Regions from separate parts of the Sus scrofa genome. Here region 2 is linked to region 1. The links are chromatin contacts, called in public Hi-C maps. All regions are on one chromosome and are shown on one strand. Each heading gives the region's core, a stretch centred on a gene start, on an enhancer-like site or on the middle of the called end of the contact. The rest is flanking DNA. Distances are from core to core; before and after follow the strand shown. Region 1 holds the start of SRL (sarcalumenin). Region 2 overlaps ADCY9 (adenylate cyclase type 9).

The links. Hi-C and Micro-C count contacts between places; a contact is called where the count stands out from the background.
Region 2: a Hi-C map of skeletal muscle shows a contact between it and region 1, with 3 times the contacts expected there. The contact joins the enhancer-like site here to the promoter of SRL in region 1. A contact is called at or near these places in 1 of 5 promoter capture datasets (liver), 17 of 47 Hi-C or Micro-C datasets (embryonic fibroblasts, epiblast stem cells, fetal heart ventricle and 12 more) and 1 of 2 datasets of contacts at active chromatin or transcription factors (skeletal muscle).

What each region holds. Positions count from the first base shown.
Region 1 is chr3:38,070,484-38,077,770 of Sscrofa11.1, reverse strand. SRL (sarcalumenin) reads right to left here and starts at 4,392. Exons shown (of 6, transcript XM_021086705.1): 1 at 4,136-4,392. The coding sequence starts at 4,196.
Region 2 is chr3:38,267,760-38,275,046 of Sscrofa11.1, reverse strand. The region is part of intron 5 of ADCY9 (adenylate cyclase type 9); the gene reads right to left. Among named protein-coding and RNA genes, the nearest start is that of CREBBP, 120 kb to the left of the region's middle. Within about 2 kb of position 3,991, at least 9 of the 83 cell types and tissues checked have an H3K27ac peak or open chromatin away from gene starts, as enhancers often do. A contact at or near this core is called in fetal liver, fetal skeletal muscle, liver and 1 more, where this site is marked.

The sequences.
Region 1 (7,287 bases), core at 3,143-5,642:
TTTTTTCTTCTTCTGGCAAGATCAAGCCTGCCATGACCTACACGGTGTGGGCGAGGGCTCCTCCTGCCAGCAGAGCCCCCAGCACCACGGCTGCCCTCCTCTCCGGCGTGCTCTCCCTCGCCCAAGTTCATGCCCTGGCCTACTCCTCCCTACGAACAACTGCCAAATGGATTTTTCCAAAGCCCTCCACGCTGATCCCCCCCACACACACACACAGAGCAAAGCTCCCTCCTCAGCCCAACCCTCTGGGCACCTCACACTCTGCCCCAACCCGGCCTTCCAGATGCCCCGCAACCCCCACCTCCCTCGGCTCCAGTGTGCTCCCCGGGTCTCCCCACAGCTCCCAGCTTCCGACCGCGTGCGTGTGCTCAGCCGCTCCCCTCACAGGCAGTTCTCTTTCTGAATCCTTCTCTCAAGTAGTCCCTCGCCTGCAAAACATTTCCTGACCCCCTGAGTTAAACACAACGTCCTCACTCCCCTCTGGCGCACGCACTTGACCCGTCCCTCCCTCCGGACAGGTGTGCGTCTTGTGTGCATGTGTCCGGCCCAGGGTGGATGCTGTCCCAGGTCCCCCTGGACCGAAAGCGTGCAAAGAGAAAACACCTTTCTGAGTTCCCTCGGCACCGCACCTACAAAGCAGTAGGGACGCCGGAGATCGGGATGGATTGATGAATGACGGCAGCTGTCTGAGGGACCGCCCAGCAGGATTTAAACAGAAGGGGCTGCGGGTCTGGATTTAGGTGGATTTGGAGTGGGGTTTAGCACCCCGGCGTCCCGCAGGGGCCAGCAGCACCCATTCCCCTCCTCCAGCGTCCACCTTCCTTCCAGGTCCGGAGGCACGAGATACCATCCCCACGCCCTGGCCCCGGCCCCTCGACCAGGTCAGGGAGGAACAGCCCTCTTCCTCCCGGTCCCCGCGGTCCGGCTCCTACCCCGCCCACCACACCGAAGTGAGCACCAACGGGCCAGCTGGACGCCCCCGGCCTCGTCTGCACCTGCTCCTGGGGGTGGGATAAGGAGGACTGAATTCCAGCTCTAGCCCTGGCACTGCTGTTTGCGCCTCACTGTCACACCCAGGCAGGAGGCGAGGGCAGCATTTCCCAAACCGTGGTTCCACAGGCCACCGGGCTGCATCCATCGAGCAAATCCCGATCAGCACCTCACGCCCTCGAGGTGGTAGGGCAGCCTACATGCCCCCTACGGCTTGTCCACTGGCAGTGAGCCAGGAGTCACAGCTTGCAGGGGGCTGGGAAGGCTTCCGGGGTCTGCTCTCCCCAGGACCCTTGAGCTCATGACCTTCTCTGAGCCCGCCCCACAATGGCCACGGCAGGAGGAAATGCAGAAGCCACCTCCTGCTGGGTGTTTTGATTTTTTGGTTGGTTGATTGGTTGGGTTTGGGGTTTTTGGTTTTTTTTTTTTTTTTTTTTTTTTTTGCGTTTTAGGGCCGCACCTACAGCATAGGGATGTTCCCAGGCTAGGGGTTGAATCAGAGCTACAGCCTCTGGCCTACACCACGGCCACAGCAACCCAGGATCCGAGGCATGTCTGTGACCTACACCACAGCTCACGGCAACAGCAGATCCTTAACCCACTGAACAAGGCCAGGGATCGAACCTACAACCTCATGGTCACTAGTCCAATTCGTTTATACTGCACCATGACAGGAACTCCTGCCTTCTTGTGGAAATAACCACCTGGGGGGAGAGGGAGGAGGGGTCATTTAGAGGGTCCTGAGAGATTCTCCTCTCGCACGAAGGGGCAAATGGGCCCCAGGGTACACCAGCCTCTGGGCATTGGGATGGCAGGTGGGGCCAGAGCAGGCAAGTCTGCAGCCCAGGGCTAGAATGGAGGAAGCGGATGAACAGACTGAGAAGTCCTGTCATCCCCCCACTCCCCTCCCCACCCCCTCTCTGCCTTGAGCAGCAACAGGAAGCAAAGATGTCCTGGATTCAGCCTAACACACACCAGCAGCTTACGCTCAAAGGAAAGTTCCCTCAGCAGCCCCGTCCCAACCCACATGCTCTCTGAGACGAGATGTCCAAGGATCAGAGGTGTAAGTCCCGCCCTGAATCCCCAGGGAAGCGAGACGAGCCCCCCAGGCTGAGGGGCTGGCCTTCAGGGAGGCCAGCAGAGAGAGGGGAGGGGAGGACAGGAAGCCCCAGGTGGGCGAGTGACCTTGAACGTGGCTCTCTTTCCTCTGGGCTTTGGACCCCTCACCTGGACAAGGAGGAGACTGAGTAAACCAGGGCTGTTTTCCCCCGTCCTGTCCCCAGGCCAGGTCCCCGAGATGAAGCGAAGGACCCCAGTGGTTACAAAGGACTGGGGTGGATGGGGGGGCTGTGGAACGCATCACACCCCCACTCCCACCCCCGTCCAGAGGGCCGTGGCCCGGGAAGCAGGAAGCGGACTGGAGAGAGAAGGCTGTCTGCTGCTTGGGGGCGGGGATGGAAGTAGAAACGAGAAGCAGTGGGGTGGGAAGTCCAGGACCAAAGCTGCTGCCTGGAGACACAGTGGCATCACTGGTGGCACATTCTAGGGGAAAACCAACCAATAGGAAGGACTGTGATTATGGGGGTGGAGGCAAGTCGCAATTACGGCTGGAACCCTGGGAGGCGCAGGAGGAGGCTGTCTGCACTGGAGGGGCTATACGACCTACCCCCGACCCACCCCCAGGGAAGAAGCCACCTGCGTGAGCAGGGGCGAGAAGGGCAGGAGCCTTGCACACCAGTGGACAGCCCGTCCCCGGAAGCCAGGCCAGGGGCACACAGGGTCCAGGAGGGAAAGCGCCTGCAGAGAGAGGAGCTTTGCACCAAGCACCCGCCTGCCTCCTTTCCCAACAGCAAGATCCCCCAGGGAGGCCTGTAGAACCTTCCAGAAGTCCAGTTCCCTTGCTGGGAGGAAAGATAAAGGATGCCCCTAAAAGGCTAAAAGTTCCTGGAGCTGCCTGGAAGCCAAGGAGGTGGCAGCTGGGGCTGGGCGGAGCAGGGGAGGGGTGGCCAGGGGGAGAGGGTGGCAGTGGCCCCTGGGCTCAGGATCCAATTACGTGGCTGTTTCCATACTTAGCCACCTGACAGCCGCTTGGAATCCTCGCAGCCCCGGCTGCTGCAGCCCCACGGAGCCCAAATTAACTCAAGGGCAGACAAGGGCAGGGCCCAGCGGCACATGCGAGGCCGGAGCCCCCTGCCTGGGTATCTGACCCCTGAGGGCACGGCTTCTGCTCCTGCCAGACCTCCTGGCTGAGTCTGGGACCTCAAGAAACAGAACCTCAAAAGCCCCATGATCCCCCGTGCAAATGAAGCCTGCAGTCATGGAAAGGCAAAGTGGGGGTCCCAGGTTTCCGGGGATCCCCAGAGCACCCCTGAAGCACCCCTAAGGGGAACTCAGCCCCAGAAGTCTCAGAAACAGAGGTGGCAAAGCGCTCCGGTACCCCCTCCACACCTATAAATAACCCCCACGCTGTAACCAGAGCCACCTCCGCTGCACAAAGTGCTGAGACGTCAAGGAAAAGCCTCAGCCTGCAGACCCCGGCCCTTTCCAGCGAAGCCCCCAGCCTAGCACAGCTGCCCTGCAGGACTGGCACCCAGCCCTCCCCGGCAGGGAGTCCAAGTCGGGCTCCAGCCCGATCCCCAGCGCTTCTTTCCCACCTTGTCCCAAACTGACCCCCATGCTGTCCTAGTGCTCCTGAGCCATGGCCCCCTCCCCACTCATGCAAAGCCAGGCCCCAGCCCGCTCTCCACCAGGTGGGAGGGTCACCTCAACAGCCTCCAGGGGCCACTCCACCTCCGAGATCGGGGTCATCTGTCCAGCCAGGAGGCTCCGGTCTTGACTTTCAGGGTCCTCTTCCACAACATCCAGTAGCCAGCCCTTCTCCCCGACCCCTGGCTGCACCTCTTGGCTCACTGGCTTCAACCCGTCTGGCCTCCCCACGAGCCCCTGACGGCTCTCAGGCCCCTCTGCACCCAGGGCTTCCTGGGTGAGACCAGCTGGGAGCAAGGTCTGCTGTCTGCCCCAGGAGTCACGGAGGGTCACCCTCCAGCTCACGCCCAACCCCCTGCCCCCCGCCCCACGGTAAACGTAAAACCTCAGGGCACGCGGGGGTCGCCGTCTGGCCCGGCTGACGGGGTGAGAGTCGTACCTGCTTGTCCTGGGAGCAGGAGCGAGGCCATGAAGCAGCAGAGCAGGACCAGCGCCCTCATGGTGACTGCCAAGAGAGCCCAGCTGCTCCTCGCCTCTATTTATAGGGCGGGTGGCAGCGCGGGGGTGGGGGTGGTGTGGAGAAGGGTCACACAGTCACTAGGGCAACTGGGCGGACGTGGGATGGCGAAGCAGCGCAGACCCCGGCAGGCTCGCCCTGCCAGGGCGGCGCCAGCTGCCACCCCCGAAGGCAGGGCCCCCCCGGCAGGATTCTCTCCCCCAGCAGCCCCGGGGTCATGTGACAGGGGTCACAGGGCGCGGAGCAGCGGAGAAGAAGCGGGGCGTCCTTTGGCCCAGGTCTCAGAGTCAGGAACTGAATCTTCCCAGGATCTGCAGTAACTTGATCCGAAGACTGGGCCATCGGCAACCTTCACACGCCTCAGTTCTGTGAACCAAGGGCCCACCTGCCAGCCACCGGCACCGTGGTAGCCCCTCCCCAAGGGTCAGGAGGTCAGGAGGGTAGAGCCCGCCCCGCATGACCTCTGAGGTCAATGGCAAGGAGCATCACCTTCCCGGGCCTCGGAGAGGGGAAATGAGAGCGAGGAGGGACATGCGAGGAGGGACATGCGACGGGGCGAGTTAAGCCAGCGAGCGCAGGACGAGCTCCTTCCCGAGGTGCCTGTGCAAGGGGCTCTTTGATGCAATTTTTCTGGAGGGCACGTGACACCCCCGAAAGCCAGCTCTCCAGGCGGGGCGGCCGAGCGAGCTCTGGCTGATCTGGCTGGAGAGGGTGTCCCTGGAGGGTGGTAGTCGGCCTCGGAGGGCAGGGCGAAAGGCAGAGAGGCGTCTTCCGTGTGCTTTACCTTGAAAACAGTTTAATGACTCCAGCAAACAGCCCATTCAAAGTGTAAAACTCCATGAGCGGGTTAAGGATCCAGGGTCCTCACTGCTGCGGCTCAGGTCCCTGCTGTGGCGCAGGTTGGATCCCTGGCCTGGGACTTTCACAGAAGTGGCCAAAAAAAAAAAAAAAAAAAAAAGGTGGAGTTCCCGTCGTGGCGCAGTGGTTAACGAATCAGACTAGGAACAATGAGGTTTGTGGGTTCAGTCCCTGCCCTTGCTCAGTGGGTTAACAATCCGGCATTGCCGTGAGCTGTGGTGTAGGTTGCAGACATGGCTCAGATCCCACGTTGCTGTGGCTCTGGTGTAGGCTGGGGGCTACAGCTCCGATTCGACCCCTAGCCTGGGAACCTCCATATGCCGAGGGAGCAGCCCAAGAAATGGCAAAAAGACAAAAAAAAAAAAAAAAAAAAAAGTGACCGCCTCGATACATGTTGACGTGCAGATCTACACAACCACAATCAAGACAGATGCCTCACTCCCCAGCATTCCCCTCATCCCTTCCCACCTACACCTACACCTGCCGTGGCAACCAAACAGCTGCTGTCACTACACATTAGTCGGCATTTCCTAGATTTCGATAAAAATGGAATCATACCATGTGGGTTTTGTTTTTTTTTTATGTGGCTTCAAACCAGTTGTTCCCTGAACAACCTTAGGCTAGCTACTTAACCTCTCTCGAACGAAGAGCTCATCTCTCTAAACTCAAGTTGAAAACAGGACCTACGACATACAAGTGTTAGGAGGACGACATCAAACAAGCCAAGGAAAGCACGTGACACCGGACCTGGTACGTGAGCCAGGGCACACCAGCCACACTGGAGGTGAGCCTCACACGAGAGAGGACGTGGAGGTTAACTGTGTCACCTTGATGAGATCATGGTGCCCAGCCGTCTGCTCAAACATCAGTCTGGATGTTGCTCTGCGGGTAATTTTGGCCATATATGACAAACCCAGAGCGAACATCATTCTCCATGTGAAAAGCTGAAAGAATTCTCGCTGAGAATAGGAACGAGACCAGGATGTCCACTCTGCCACTACTCTTCAACATAGTTTTGGAAGTCCTAGCCACAGCAATCAGAGAAGGTAAAGAAATAAAAGGAATCCAAACCGGAAAGGAAGAATTAAAACTCTCACTATTTGAAGATGACATGATACTATACCTCAAGAATCCTAAAGACTCTACCAGAAAACTCTTATAGCTCATCAATGAATTTGGCAAAGTCGCAGGATACAAAATTAATACACTGAAATCAACTGCATTTCTATACACTAACAATGGAAGATCAGAAAGAGAAATTAGGGAAGCAATGCCATTTACCTTTGCAGCAAAAAAAAAAAAAAAAAAAAAAATACTCAGGAGAGTTGCTGTGGCACAGTGGTTAACAAATCTGACTAGGAACCATGAGGTTGCGGGTTCAATCCCTGGCCTTGCTCAGTGGGTTAAGGATCTGGCATTGCCATGAGCTGTGGTGTAGGTCACCAGACATGGCTCGGATCCCACGTTGCTGTGGCTCTGGCGTAGGCTGGCAGCTACAGCTCCGATTGGACCCCTAGCCTGGGAACCTCCATATGCCGTGGGAAGTGGCCCTAGAAAAGGCAAAAAGACAAAAAAAAAAAAAAAAAGGAAATACTCAGGAATAAACCTACCTAAAGAGACAAAAGACCTGTACTCCGAAAACTATAAGACACTGATGAAAGAAATCAAAGATGACACAAACAGATGGAAAGACATACCAAGCTCTTGAATTGGAAGAATCAATATTATCAAAATGACTATACTACCCAAGGCAATCTACAGATTCAATGCAATCCCTATCAAATTACCAAGGACATTTTTCACAGAACTTGAACAAAATATTTTAAAGTTTGTCTGGAAGCACAGAAGACCCAGAATAGCCAAAGACATCCTGAAAAAGAAAAATGGAGCTGGAGGAATCAGGGTCCCTGACTTCAAACTATACTACAAAGCAACAGTCATCAAAACCATATGTTACTGGCACAAAGAAATATAGATCAGTGGAATAGGACAGAAAGCCCAGAATTAAACCCACACACCTACAATCAACTAATCTATGATGAAGGAGGCAAGAATATGCAATGGAGAAAAGACAGCCTGTTCAATAAGTGGTGCTGGGAAAATTGGACAGCCACATGGAAAAGAATGAAATTAGAACACTCCCTAACACCATACACAAAAATAAACTCAAAATGGATTAAAGACCTAGATAGAAGACCAGATACTATAAAACCCTT
Region 2 (7,287 bases), core at 2,742-5,241, 200 kb before region 1:
AAAGACAAAAAAAAAAAAAAAAGAAAGAAAAAAAAAAGATATGTGATCTAATCTCAATAAAGCTGTTGTTGAACAAACTAGCTGCTAACCCTCCGGCAAACACTGAGCCAAGGTCCTTGGGGAAGGGGATGGGGAAGGCAGCCTTACAAGCTGCCCCCCAAAAGCAGGCAGGACAAGCAGACGGACGTGCTTACAGCCCCAGCCATGCTTAGGCGTTTGCAGGGACGAGCTGACCTGGAAAAGACGAGGCGACTCTACGGATGGGACAGTTCATGTGGGGACAGAGCCAGGAGTTCACGGTAACTATTAACGGACTAGCCTCTCAGGTCGCCCACCTCGGTCGTGTGCCTGTAACTTACAGTGCAGCCACTGCACGTCCACAGAAAAAGAACTGGCAGGTAGAGGAGAGAGGGCGAGGCTTTCGTGTCTCTCAAACCAGGGTTCAAAGCCCTTCTGGATCCGACTCATTTGGAGACCCCTATTCAAGACCCTCCCCTCAGCTCTCTCCTGTGTGCAACGAGAGTGGGGACACTTTTCCTGAGGACGTGTCGTAAGGAGGTCAGGAACACACATGTAGGTGGCGTGGCGTCGTTCCTGGCACTCAGTGCCTCCTTCATAAATGTACTCTGATGACTCACGTGACCCAGCCAACGGGGAACTGTCACTGAGATAGCGACTGACAGCATCGGGGGAGAAGATGGTGCAGCAGGGGCACTCACGAGGCCTCACCGCCAATCTCCGAGCAGCAACAACTGCAAAGCACTGCAGTAGCTGTGGGAGGCTGGGTGTTGGCACAGAAATTTTAAATAAACGTCACTTAGCACCTTAGGGCAAGGATATAACTCAGGTCGCATCCCAGGTTCGATTTCAGGCCCACACTGTATTAAATAAAAGAAACAAAGATTCTAAAAAGTTGTGTAATTTGGGAATCTGATGCAACACACACGTTAAATCTGAAGGTTCATACGCATTCAAAAGGTGAAAATATACATACCAAAGAGCTGGCCAAATCAGGCAATAGCCTCTAAAGTTGCCCACCACTTTAGAGGCGTCCGATCAGATTTTACCTACGTAAAATCTTATCATCTTTTACCTATGTAAAAGAAAAAGCTTATGGTTCTTAAAAAATGGGCATTATTAACAAGGGCAAGATGGTCTAATTGTCAGTAAAAATTATTATAAAGCACCCCTTGGCACTGACTCAGTTGAACTTCAAAACATGTTGCCAGTGGGGCTAATGATCTTCTCAAATGGGAAAAAAAACAAACAAACAAACCAATGCCATGTACATGGAGTGACCCCTGCTCCCGCCTCCAGAGAAGAGTGTGTGTGGCCACGTGTCAGGCCAGTAAGATTTCCAGGGTCCTCCCTAGCTGTAGGGGGCTTGGGGTGGGGGGGGGGGGCGTAAATGGCTTTGGTGGTGGCAGTGGTGGGAACTTGCTCCTCTAGGGAAACACAGCCTGTAGCCTTTTTAGAGGCCAACTGGTGGCCCAGGAATGGAATGGATACAGTGTGGGGTGTTGGGCTGGTTTGAGAGGCTCTGAGTCAAACCCTTAGGGTTCAGGGCCTCTCTGATACCAGTCTTGTAAAGACCAGATGGAATCCTGAACAGAATCGCTCACTACTTTTTAAACATTAACTCTAGAGAAGTGTAACAGTGACTAAAGGTGATTGCTTTGAGAAGATACATAGACGGTCAACAGGCACATGAAAAGATGCTCAACATAACCAATTATTAGAGAAATGCAATATGACACATATATTACATTATATGTTACATATTACATTACATATATATATAATGAAATACTATTTGGCCAGAAGGAGAAAGATAAATACCATATAATATCACTTCGCTGTAGAATCTAACCTATGACACAAATGAGCTTCTCCATGAAACAGAAACAGGCTCACAGACCTAGAGAACAGACCTGTGGGTCTCCCCAGGGGGGAGACAGGGTGGGAAAGGGATGGACCGGGAGTCCAGGGTGAGCAGGATGGGTAAACAAAGTCCGACTGCAGAGCTCAGGGAACTGTATTCGATGTTCCGTGTTAAACCATAAGGGAAAGGAGTCTGAGAAAGAATATGCATATGTGTATATGTGTAACTCACTCATTTTGCTGCACGGTGGAAATTAACACAACATTGTAAATCGACTACCATGAATACATATATATTTTTAAATAAAGGCACTGGCTTTGAAATCAGACTGTCCTGGACTGAATCCTGGTTCCGCCACTTAGTATGCGAATCACTCTGAGCCTCAGTTTCCTCCTTTGTAAAACAGGATTACAGCTCCCTGGAAAAATCATCCTAAGCGCAGAAAGAGGACATGCACGCAAAGCCTGCCAGAGGCATTTCAGGTCAGCTCTAACCCCCTGGCACTGGCCTCCTCAAAGGTGGAATTGAGAAGGGTGATGAGGCCACGTTCTGGCCTGGGGGAGGGGAGCGTGGGGACTGGTGACATCCACCTCGGGAGAGGGCTGGCACGAGTGAGTGTGCACGGACCAAGCTTGGCTCCGCACACGCCTGATGTGTTGGCAAGTGCTCCGTAAACGCTGGTCCTGAAACTTCCGGTCACTGTTCTCTCTGGTTCTGAAACTGCTGCCTCTGGTCATTCGAAGTCCTTGGTCACAGCCACTGCAAGTCCACTCTTGCCCAGCCGCTTATTTTTAGGTATCTCTCTCTCTTTTTTTTCTTTTTAAGCGCTGCACCTGTGGCATATGGAAGTTCCCAGGCTAGGGGTCAAATCCCAGGGTAGGGGCCAGCCTACGCCACAGCCACAGCCACAGCAACCCTGGATCCTTTCACTACTGAGCGAGGCCAGGGATCGAACCCACATTCTCATGGATACTAGTCAGGTTCTTAACCCTCTGAGACATGACTCCCAAAGTCACTGTTCTAATGACAGCAGCTGCTGTGGCTTGGAAGCGCCTTGGAGCTGAGGACATGTCAACAAAGAACATCAGGTCCTTACTCACGCGATGTCCGCAGCCTCGCAGGCCTGCTCTCCATAAATCCCCGAATGGAAACTGCGAGGCAGGAGTGACCATCGATGGCAGGGGTCGACTTCTGGCCTGGCCACCAGGCAGCCTCTCTGGCCTCGTTTCTGGGCACGGTAGGGCCTGGGAATAAGCCTGGCGCTTTGGTCTCCTCTGCCTTGTTCCCGTGAAGGGACCCCGGCAGTGATGACCCCTCCAGCTTCCTTTAAGTGGCACCAGTGGATCCTGGAACCAAGGGAAGCTTCACCAACACCAGCTCTGGCTCCTAAGACAGAGGACTCTTGGAGCCAAGGCGTGTGCTGGCCGCTGCCTGGGAGCCCAGCATCCCCCGGAGCAGCCCCAGAGCCGGTGCCGTGTCCTCCAGGAACGGCACGGGCTCTGCCGAAGATCACGGCTGTTTCTCCAACACACTTGGGAGCGCCTGCATTTGCTTTTAACACCTTCCAACACACGTACCCTACATTCTGTTTGGCATACATGGCACAGAGCTCTCAAACAGTTCTTTCTTCCAGGCTATTTCTCTTGACAAGAGAAATCATTTCTAAGCCAACAGCTGTCCTTTCTCATAACTGTCAAGGGAGGGAGCAGGGAAATCTCTTTTCCGAGAAAAGAGGCGGAAACAACATCAGAAAAGTTCTGCTTTGCCTGTTCGATCTGCGGAACAAGACTGCTTAGCGAGCTGTCCCAGGACCAGGGGAGGCAGACCCTGCTTCCCAAACTCAGAACCCAGGTTGAAACCGGCGGATGGGGCAACAGTGGCAAATACGACTTCCTGAGGTCCCTTCTGGCTTCCAAGCTCTTTCCTGCTTTACTCTGTGTGCTCCTCAAAAGCACCTGGGAAGCAGCGTGATCAGCCCACTTAACACAAGAGGGAACGGAGGCCGAGAGAGAAGGCGCTAGCGAATGGCAGAGGGATGCTGGAGCCCGAGCAGCACCCCTGCCCTGGACCCCACCTTCACACGTGACTCTCCAAGGAACAGGAGCCACCCAGGCCGCGACCTGCCCCGGGTGAGCCAGGCATGCCCCCTGGGCTAGTGGATCAGGCACAGGCATGCATACTCCTAAACAGATGATTTCTGCTAACAAAAGCCTACAAAAAGTAGAAGCCAAGTATTAGAGGAAAAGAGAGGCAGTAATTATTACAGAGCAAGAAAGGCATCCAGAAGCTGTAAGAACAGAAGGCAGACAGCCCGAGAATGCTAGAGACAGAACAACAAACAAAGCACACGTCTGCAAGACGCCGGCACAAAGTCACCAGGTCACGGAGTGCAGAGCAGGGGACCACGGCTCCGGCTCCTGAGCCCTCAACGACAGCCGAGGTTAATGACCGAGGCTGATGGGCAAGGACAGTGTCCCCACGCTGCCGTGCCGTCTCATCAGAAAGTCAAAGTCAGGAAATATTTGGTACTGGGGGAAATTTCTTTTTTCTTTTTTCCTTTTTGTCTTTTTAAGGTCGCACCTGTGGCCCATGGCGGTTCCCAGGCTGGGGGTTGAATTGGAGCTGCAGCTGCCAGCCTCCACCACAGCCACAGCAATTCAGGATCCCAGCCGAGTCTGTGATCCACACCACAGCTTGTGGCAATGCTGGATCCTTAACCAAGTGAGCAAGGCCAGGGATCCAACCATCATCCTCATGGATCCTCATCGCGTTCTTAACCTGCTGAGCCACAGTGGAAACTTCTGGGAAGATGTTTTTTATGTGCAACACTGCACTACCTGATGCCAATCACCTGAGCTGTCCCTCCCTTTCCAAGTCACGTGTCACACAGAATGTAACCATAACAAGTATATTTATATCACATCACAAATGTATAGAAACAAACCAAAATTTTTATACACACATATTAAAAGGTTTTATTTTGAAACAATTTTGGACTTAGAGTGGGAAAGACAGTTCAGAGAGTACCCCGCACAGCCACCTCCAGCCTCCCCACCCCTGACACGGCCACCCCCGGCCTCCCTCTCCAACACGCCCCCCCACGGCCCCCACCAGTCTCGCCTCATGTTAGCCTCTTATACTAACTGTGGTCAGTTATGAAAACGAAGGAGCGAACCTGGACTCCGTGCTACGAACCACACCGGGCCCCTCCCAGACGTCCCCTTTCTGTCCTGGGAGCTCACGTGCTTGGAGCGCTGTGTCCCCTTCGTCTCCTCCTGTCTGGGACAAGGCCTGAGCCTTCCCTTGTCTTTGGCGGCCCTGTCACTTTTGAAGTGTCCTGGTCAGGCATTCTGTAAACTGTCCTTGAATTTGGATATGTCTCTTTTCTCACGAGTGGACTGTGCTTTAGGATGAGGGAAGGACCCCACAGAGGTGACAGGCCCTTCTCTGCATATCACATGGGGTGTGGGGGCAGGAGGCCAGTCTTATTACTCCTGCTGCTAACCGCAGTCATCGGGTGACAGGAGGCCCTGCTGGATCTTCCACTGTCCAGCAACGGTTCTCCCTTTACAGTGAATGAATCTGGGGGGCGGGGGGGTTACTTGGAGGCTGTGCAAGTGCCCTGTTTGTCCTTAAACTTTCACCCACTGATTTCATTTTTTTTTTTGCTTTTTAGAGCCATACCTGAGGCATATGGAGGTTCCCAGGCTCGGTGTTGAATCGGAGCTACAGCTGCCTGCCTACACCACACCAAAGCAATGCAGGATCCGACCACAGCTCACGGCAGCGCTGCATCCTTAACCCACTGAGCGAGGCCAGGGATGGAACCCGCCACCTCATGGTTACTAGTCGGATTTGTTTCTGCTGCACCACAACAGGAACTCCAACCCATTAATTTTAGAATTCACCCATGGATCCTGCCTATAGCAGTTACCACGGCGACGCTCTAATGGTGATTTTCGCTCCCTACTGCTTCCTGCACCTCTAAGCTGGAACTCCTCTCTAAAGAAGAGTTGTCGGGAGTTCCCGTCGTGGCACAGTGGTTAATGAATCCGACTAGGGACCATGAGGTTGCGGGTTCAGTCCCTGCCCTTGCTCAGTGGGTTAAGGATCCGGTGTTGCCGTGAGCTGTGGTGTAGGTTGCAGACACAGCTCGGATCCCGCGTTGCTGTGGTTCTGGTGTAGGCCGGTGGCTACAGCTCTGATTCAACCCCTAACCTGGGAACCTCCATATGCCACAGGAGCGGCCCAAGAAATGGAAAAAAAAAAAAAAAAGAAGAGTTGTCAATTTATAGGTTGTGTGCTTTCTCCTAATTGAAGGAAACACACACATGACTAAAAATACAGATGGAACTTGAAAAGTCCTTTTTCTCTCTTTCTCCCTCCCTTGCTCTCTCTCTCTTTCTTTCGTCTTTTAGGGGCCACATGGTTGGCATATGGAGGTTCCCAGGCTAGGGGTTGAAATGGAGCTGTAGCCACCAGCCTACACCACAGCCACAGCGACGCCAGATCTGAACCGCATCTGCGACCTACACCACAGCCCACGGCAATGCCATCTTAACCCACTGAGCGAGGCCAGGGACTGAACCCGCATCCTCATGGATGCCAGTCAGATGCGTTCCTGCTGACCCATGAATGGGAACTCCAAAGAGTCCTTTTTTAAAAAACTTACTTTACATTCACATTTCAGAGCCAGCATTCAGATTACCTTTTACTTTTTTTTTGTCTTTTGTCTTTCTGGGGCCGCACCTGCCTCAGCATATGGAGGTTCCCAGGGGTCGAATTGGAGCTGTAGCCAATAGCCTACACCACAGCCACAGCAATGCCAGATCCGAACCACATCTGCGACCCACACCACAGCTCACAGCAATGCTGGATCCTTAATCCACTGAGCTGAGAGAGGCCAGGGATCGAACCCGCGCCCTCATGGGTACTAGTCGGGTTTGTTAACCACTGAGCCACGACGGGAACTCCATTACTCTTCACTTAACTGGAGAGCAACTCTATGGAACTACACTTCACATACCATATAATTCACCATCTAAAGGGTACAATGTAATAATTTTTAACATAGTCACAGAATTGTACAACTATTAGCACTACCAATTCAGACCACTATGTAGCATAAACGTTTAATGTCTAAACTACACACACACACACAATTACCCTTCCCACCTATAATGATCTAAAAGGGCCTCACTTCTCCATACTGAGCTGATTGAGCCTACGCATGATGATTTTACATACAAATAACAAGGAGCTAAAAGAAGTGCTCCTTTTCTCAGAGTCCCTTAACAAGCCACAGTGACTGTCAGAGAAGGGTGGTCCTGAAGCTAGTGACCTCAAAGGGAAAGGGTAATAACCCCTGTGATGCAAGCCAGGTCCTCTGAATCTCCTGCCCGCGG